Linked DNA regions of Mus musculus: region 1 is linked to region 2. Evidence: chromatin contacts called from public Micro-C data. All regions are on one chromosome and are shown on one strand. Each heading gives the region's core, a stretch centred on a gene start, on an enhancer-like site or on the middle of the called end of the contact. The rest is flanking DNA. Distances are from core to core; before and after follow the strand shown.

The links. A called contact is a pair of places that touch in the nucleus more often than the background predicts.
Region 1: a contact with region 2 is called in a Micro-C map of the G1E-ER4 cell line. The contact joins two enhancer-like sites. A contact is called at or near these places in 11 of 484 Hi-C or Micro-C datasets (the 3T3-L1 cell line, the G1E-ER4 cell line, the HPC-7 cell line and 7 more), 1 of 115 datasets of contacts at active chromatin or transcription factors (neural progenitor cells) and 4 of 9 other capture datasets (adipose tissue, embryonic stem cells, liver and 1 more).

The regions. Positions count from the first base shown.
Region 1 is chr17:30,819,833-30,822,596 of GRCm38.p6, forward strand. All of the region lies in intron 85 of Dnah8 (dynein, axonemal, heavy chain 8), which reads left to right. Among named protein-coding and RNA genes, the nearest start is that of Gm41561, 37 kb to the right of the region's middle. Within about 2 kb of position 1,494, at least 9 of the 459 cell types and tissues checked have an H3K27ac peak or open chromatin away from gene starts, as enhancers often do. A contact at or near this core is called in the G1E-ER4 cell line, where this site is marked.
Region 2 is chr17:30,517,543-30,520,242 of GRCm38.p6, forward strand. The region is part of intron 4 of Btbd9 (BTB (POZ) domain containing 9); the gene reads right to left. Among named protein-coding and RNA genes, the nearest start is that of Btbd9, 57 kb to the right of the region's middle. Within about 2 kb of position 1,444, at least 80 of the 459 cell types and tissues checked have an H3K27ac peak or open chromatin away from gene starts, as enhancers often do. A contact at or near this core is called in the G1E-ER4 cell line, where this site is marked.

The DNA of each region.
Region 1 (2,764 bases), core at 244-2,743, 300 kb after region 2:
AACCGTAGCACCTAGCACAGTAAATATTTGTGCAGTGGACAGGTTATCCAGCATGAAATTTGATCTTGAAAGTGCCTGGGTTACCCAAGAAATGTATACACACTCTCTTAGATACTAACAACCATTAAGGGAGGGTTTTTGAAGTAGGTTTGCCATCAATTTCAAAAGGAGGCAACTGCTCTGGGGACATAGCTCAGTAAGTACAGAGCTCGGTGTGTAAGCCTAAGATTCTGGAGTTCAAACTCCACAATGTGTGCATGGAGGCCCACAGACGTAATCTCAGCCGGGGAGGCAAAGACGAGCAGCTCCTTGGTGCTCGCTGACCAGCCAGTCTAGACTACTTGGTGAGTTCCAGGCCAGTAAAAGAAAACAAGGAGACAGGGCCTAATTATTAACCCCCAAAGTTTGTCTTCTGGCTTTCATGTGCACACACAAACACATACACATGCATGCATGTATGCACGCACACATACTCATACACACACACTCACACATATATGCACACATACAAACATATACAAACATACACACATGTGAGCATGCTGGTACACACACACATAATTGCACATACACACACATACAAACATTTATATGTGTACACACACATACATGAGGACACACACACATGCATATACACATATAGAGAATGAGGCAGTTGAGTCTTAGAGAGTCTGTGTCACACGTGGTAGCTCTGGGATGGCCTGACTCTGGTGGGCAGTTCAGTCCCTGGTTCTTAGCAGTTGATGTGGGAGAGGGGTAACCACTGTTCCCTGCTCTTGCCTGCTGTGCTACCAGCTTTCACACGCTAATTACTTATGTTAATTATTGCTGATCACTTATTGTCATTACTAACTGCTTATGTTGTGGTTTAGCTATTTTATGGCTACTAGGAAACTTACCTGTAGATTTATTTTTTATTCTGTTATTTTATATGTGTTCAATGTTGGGAAACGGGATGCCTTCAATTCATAAAGAGTATTCCTTGGTTTCTCAGGGGCATGAAGGGGCTTCTTCCTGTCTTTCTCCTTCCTTGAGCATGGGGGAAAAGACACAATGAGCCCTTGGATAGTCCTGAGAGGTGTGTCCTGACAGCTATGCTGGGGGGGGGGGTGGTAAAAGTCCCTGCATCTCTCCCCAGGAAGTAGGGGAATCCATAGTCCCCCCAGCCCCAGCCCCAGTGGCTACTTTCTCCTGACTTGTTGTCTACCACCACAATGGGTTCTATGCAGCCACCATCAGGGCTGTGGGTGTTTCTCTGGCTCTTGGCTATGGGCGAGCACACCTTGGCTTGCTTGCTTTGTGGGTAATTGTCTTTTTGACTAAGTTCCTTAGTGGCTTTTGGATTGTACATTACAGCTTTCCAGAGACCAATTTCACACACTCTTATCTGAAAGCTGCTCCCCTTATCACATACTAGTTCCAACACTCATGCGACCCTGTTATTTGATCCCCCATTCACAGATAAGGACATTTTCTCGCTGTTCCCAGTCATAGTGACTCAACTCTTCCATTCAGCTTGCCCTGGAGAGTTGCTGTGGGGAGGGAGCTTTCCATACGGTCAGTGTGCCAACATGTGTTCTCAGTAGACTTTATCTGACCGTTGAACGGACAGACCCAAAGCCCAAGGTCTAGTCAGGAGCCAAACTGTGCTTGCAGTAAAAAAGGTGGCGTGCTTAGGCTAAAGCCTAGAAAAACAAAAGTTTCTACCTCCAGGGCTGGGAAGCTAATATAGTGAAATGTCAGTCTGAAAGACTGAGGCTCTGGCAAGATGGCTCAAGTGGGCAAGGGCACTTGCTACCACTGTGCCCGGCTACCAGAACTCCATCCTCGAGCATATGCTGGAAGGAGAGAAGTAACTCCTGAAGCTGTCCTCTGACCTCTTCTACCCTCAGAACCTATGCTACAGTACACACACACACACACACACACACACACACACACACACACAGAGGGAGAGAGACAGAGAGAGAGAGAGAGACAGAGACAGAGACAGATTGATTGATTATTGGATCCAAGAGCTGAACAGCTGATGTGTTACTTGGTTGGGCTCCCCATGAACACCTTGTATTCGTCAAGTCTCCACCTCTCCAACACATACCGAAGACAATCAGCTTCCGAAGAGAAGAGGGTTACTTTGGCTCACAAGTTTGGGGATTTAAGTTTTCTGTGGCCCTTTTCAGCTCTGTGGCTTTCAGCCAGTGGTGGGGCAGCACCTCATGGCTCCCAACAGAGGAAAGAGGGAGAGGCTATGAGCTCAACACCCCAGCCAGATGCACCCCAGTCCTGGGATCAGCTCTCACTAGGCTCCACCTCTTCAGAGGCTGCACTGCCCCCCAACTGTGCCCAGTGTGGGACCTAAACCTTTATTTTACTTCATGGGATCTGGGGATACATCTCCAAACCAAAACACATAGCACTTGCACTCAAATGTGTACACACACACACACACACACACACACACACACACACTCGAACGCGCACACACACATGCACGAACACACACTTTCCTTTTACAAACAAGACACATGTAGACTGTTTTTGCAGAGGTTAGTAAAAAGAACAAGGGATTGATGGAGGCCCCGTTACTACAGAGCAGAAGGGCCCCTAACTGTGGTCCGCCCAGCAGAAGCTGGGGTTGGGCTTTCCAACCTCCTGCCTTCTCTCCACTTTTTTTCTCTCTGCCTCTGAATCACAATTTGTCATTACGCATCAACTCAGCCATCTCAAGGGGATGACGTGTGACAGGCTCCTCACACCTGTTGTA
Region 2 (2,700 bases), core at 194-2,693:
CAAACACTAAACATTACTGAGAATTAATACTAGAGCCGGGCGTGGTGGTGCATGCCTTTAATCCCAGCACTCGGGAGGCAGAGGCAGGCGGATTTCTGAGTTCGAGGCCAGCCTGGTCTACAGAGTGAGTTCCAGGACAGCCAGGGGTATACAGAGAAACCCTGTCTCGAAAAACCAAAAAAAAAAAAAAAAAATTCAGAGAATACTAGAAACACAAGCAGCGGGACAAATGTACCCTCTGCTGAACTCATCCTGCTAGCAGGTTCAACTTAACACCTGCTGAACAAAACTAGCCTATGGGATGGCCCATACCTGCCATCCCAACTGAGGGCAGCATAAGGCAGAGCAAGCAGGTCGGTGCTCAAACAGAGGAGAAGCCCCAGTGTTAGGCACTGTTGGTCACACGCAGACAAGATTAATCCATTTTCAAGCTGAGAAAATAAAATTCTATTTAAAAGAAAACATCCCTTGGGTGTTTGCTGGTTTGCCATCAGAATCGTCTCTCCATTGAGATTCATGTCTGGGACTCTGAGGTACTCTACACATAATGCTTCCCAGGTCGGGAGGGTGTCTCCAGTGCTGAATCCTAAAACTGCCACTCTCCACGGAGGCTGCATAAACATGTTCAGAGACTGACGTTAAACCAAGGCTGTACTCTGCGCTGGGTATGTCAATTTCTTAATGTCAACTCAATTTCTTAAGAGGACAATGCCTGTCCCCTAGATGTTCTATGTAAAGACTGAGGTGATGTTTGCAAAGCATATAGTATATTCTTTAAGAAACAGGCATTACTATATTACACACATGTAAGAGAACTACTCTGGCTTACAACATGTACTTAAATCCCGAGCTCCCACAGCGCACATACAACTCGGCCACACAGTATGAAAAGAAAATGAGACTTTTCAGATGCACAAGGAACAGACAGGAACAATTCAGCATTGCAGAGATGGTGGGGAACAGGTTTTGCCAGAGTTTTCAAATGAAGACAAGACAGTGGGTCCACAAGAGGACACTGGGAGCTAAGAGCAAAGGCGACAGAGTGAGGTGAGTCGGCCAAACCGCCCAGCACAGTAGTGCCCAGCAGCTGGGGTGGGAACAGCATCATGTTCTGTGTCAACTGTTAACCTTCTCAGGACTCGGCATAGACTCTGCTGAAGGAATTAGAGTGTAGGCACTCTAATTCCTTCAAGTTGGTCCTCAGAGCACAGTATAATACCGCAGCCACCACAGACGAGAAGAGGAAGCCCCGAGAGCTCAATGGACTCCCTGCCCAGCAAGCAGCAGAGCTGATGCCAGACCCCAGAGGGTGTAAGGCTCCGCTTCTCCTTCACCAGCAAATTCTGATAGGGCTGTCACCACAGCTCTGTCACCACAGCTCTGTCACCACAGCTCTGTCACCACAGCTGTCACCACAGCTCTGACAGCACAGCTCTGTCACCACAGCTCTGTCACCACAGCTCTGTCACCTCAGCTCTGTCACCACAGCTCTGACAGCACAGCTCTGACAGCACAGCTCTGTCACCACAGCTCTGTCACCACAGCTCTGTCACCACAGCTCTGTCACCACAGCTCTGACAGCAAAGCTCTGTCACCACAGCTCTGTCACCACAGCTCTGTCACCACAGCTCTGTCACCACAGCTCTGTCACCACAGCTCTGACAGCACAGCTCTGTCACCACAGCTGTCACCACAGCTCTGTCACCACAGCTCTGACAGCACAGCTCTGTCACCACAGCTCTGTCACCACAGCTCTGTCACCACAGCTCTGTCACCACAGCTCTGTCACCACAGGTTAAGACTGAACCATAGAGGGGATCGTGTAACAAGCCTCCATGCTTGGAAACTAAAGCCACCTTCCTTTGGTACTAAAATCTATCAGACTCTGAATAATATACCAGATACAAGAGTTTCAAATGATTATAGCTGAAATCTAAAATAGACATGAAAGCTTATCACAGGTCGAGGTTTTCTTTTGAAGTTTCTCTTGAGAGCCCCCGAGCACTTTCAGCCATTCTCAACAGGTTCATTCCCCGAGAGCATCCTTCACTCCGGGCTGAGATCATCCAAACAGGCGGAGGATCCCCCACGGCAGCTGGAATATGGATGCTCTGCTAGATAAAATACAGCTCCATGGGGTTTTGTCCCTTCAAAATCCATAGTTCAATAATGAATTTAAAAGGAAAAGTATTCCTGGAAAAATTTAAATTACGAAAATGTTCAAATATAACTGTAAGGGTTATTTTTTTCATAAGTACTCTTAATACCTGCATCTCTCTATGCATGAAGAAAACTCTTAAAATTATAAAGCAGCAGCAGGGACTGAGCAAGATCATGAACAGCAATCATAATTTTCTTTATGCTATTTTATAGCCATTAAGAAAAAATTAAGTTTTATAGTCCTATAGGACAAAGATAAAAAACAATTACTAGAAAGGGAGAAACGGGGTTGGGAAGGTTATCTCAAACCCCTCCCCTCACTAATCTCACAACTGACATAGACAGTCATCTACACAGGAGGCTTCACAGGTAAGGAAGGCTTGTCACAGGTGCTGACACCTAGAACCAACACTCTCCAAAGAAAGAGGAGAGGCTGTGTAAACATGCTCAGAGACGGAGTCATAATTTAAACCCAAGTTACAAAGTGACACAATCTGAGGCACGGGGCTAATTACTCTGTGGTTTTCTGATATATTCCTA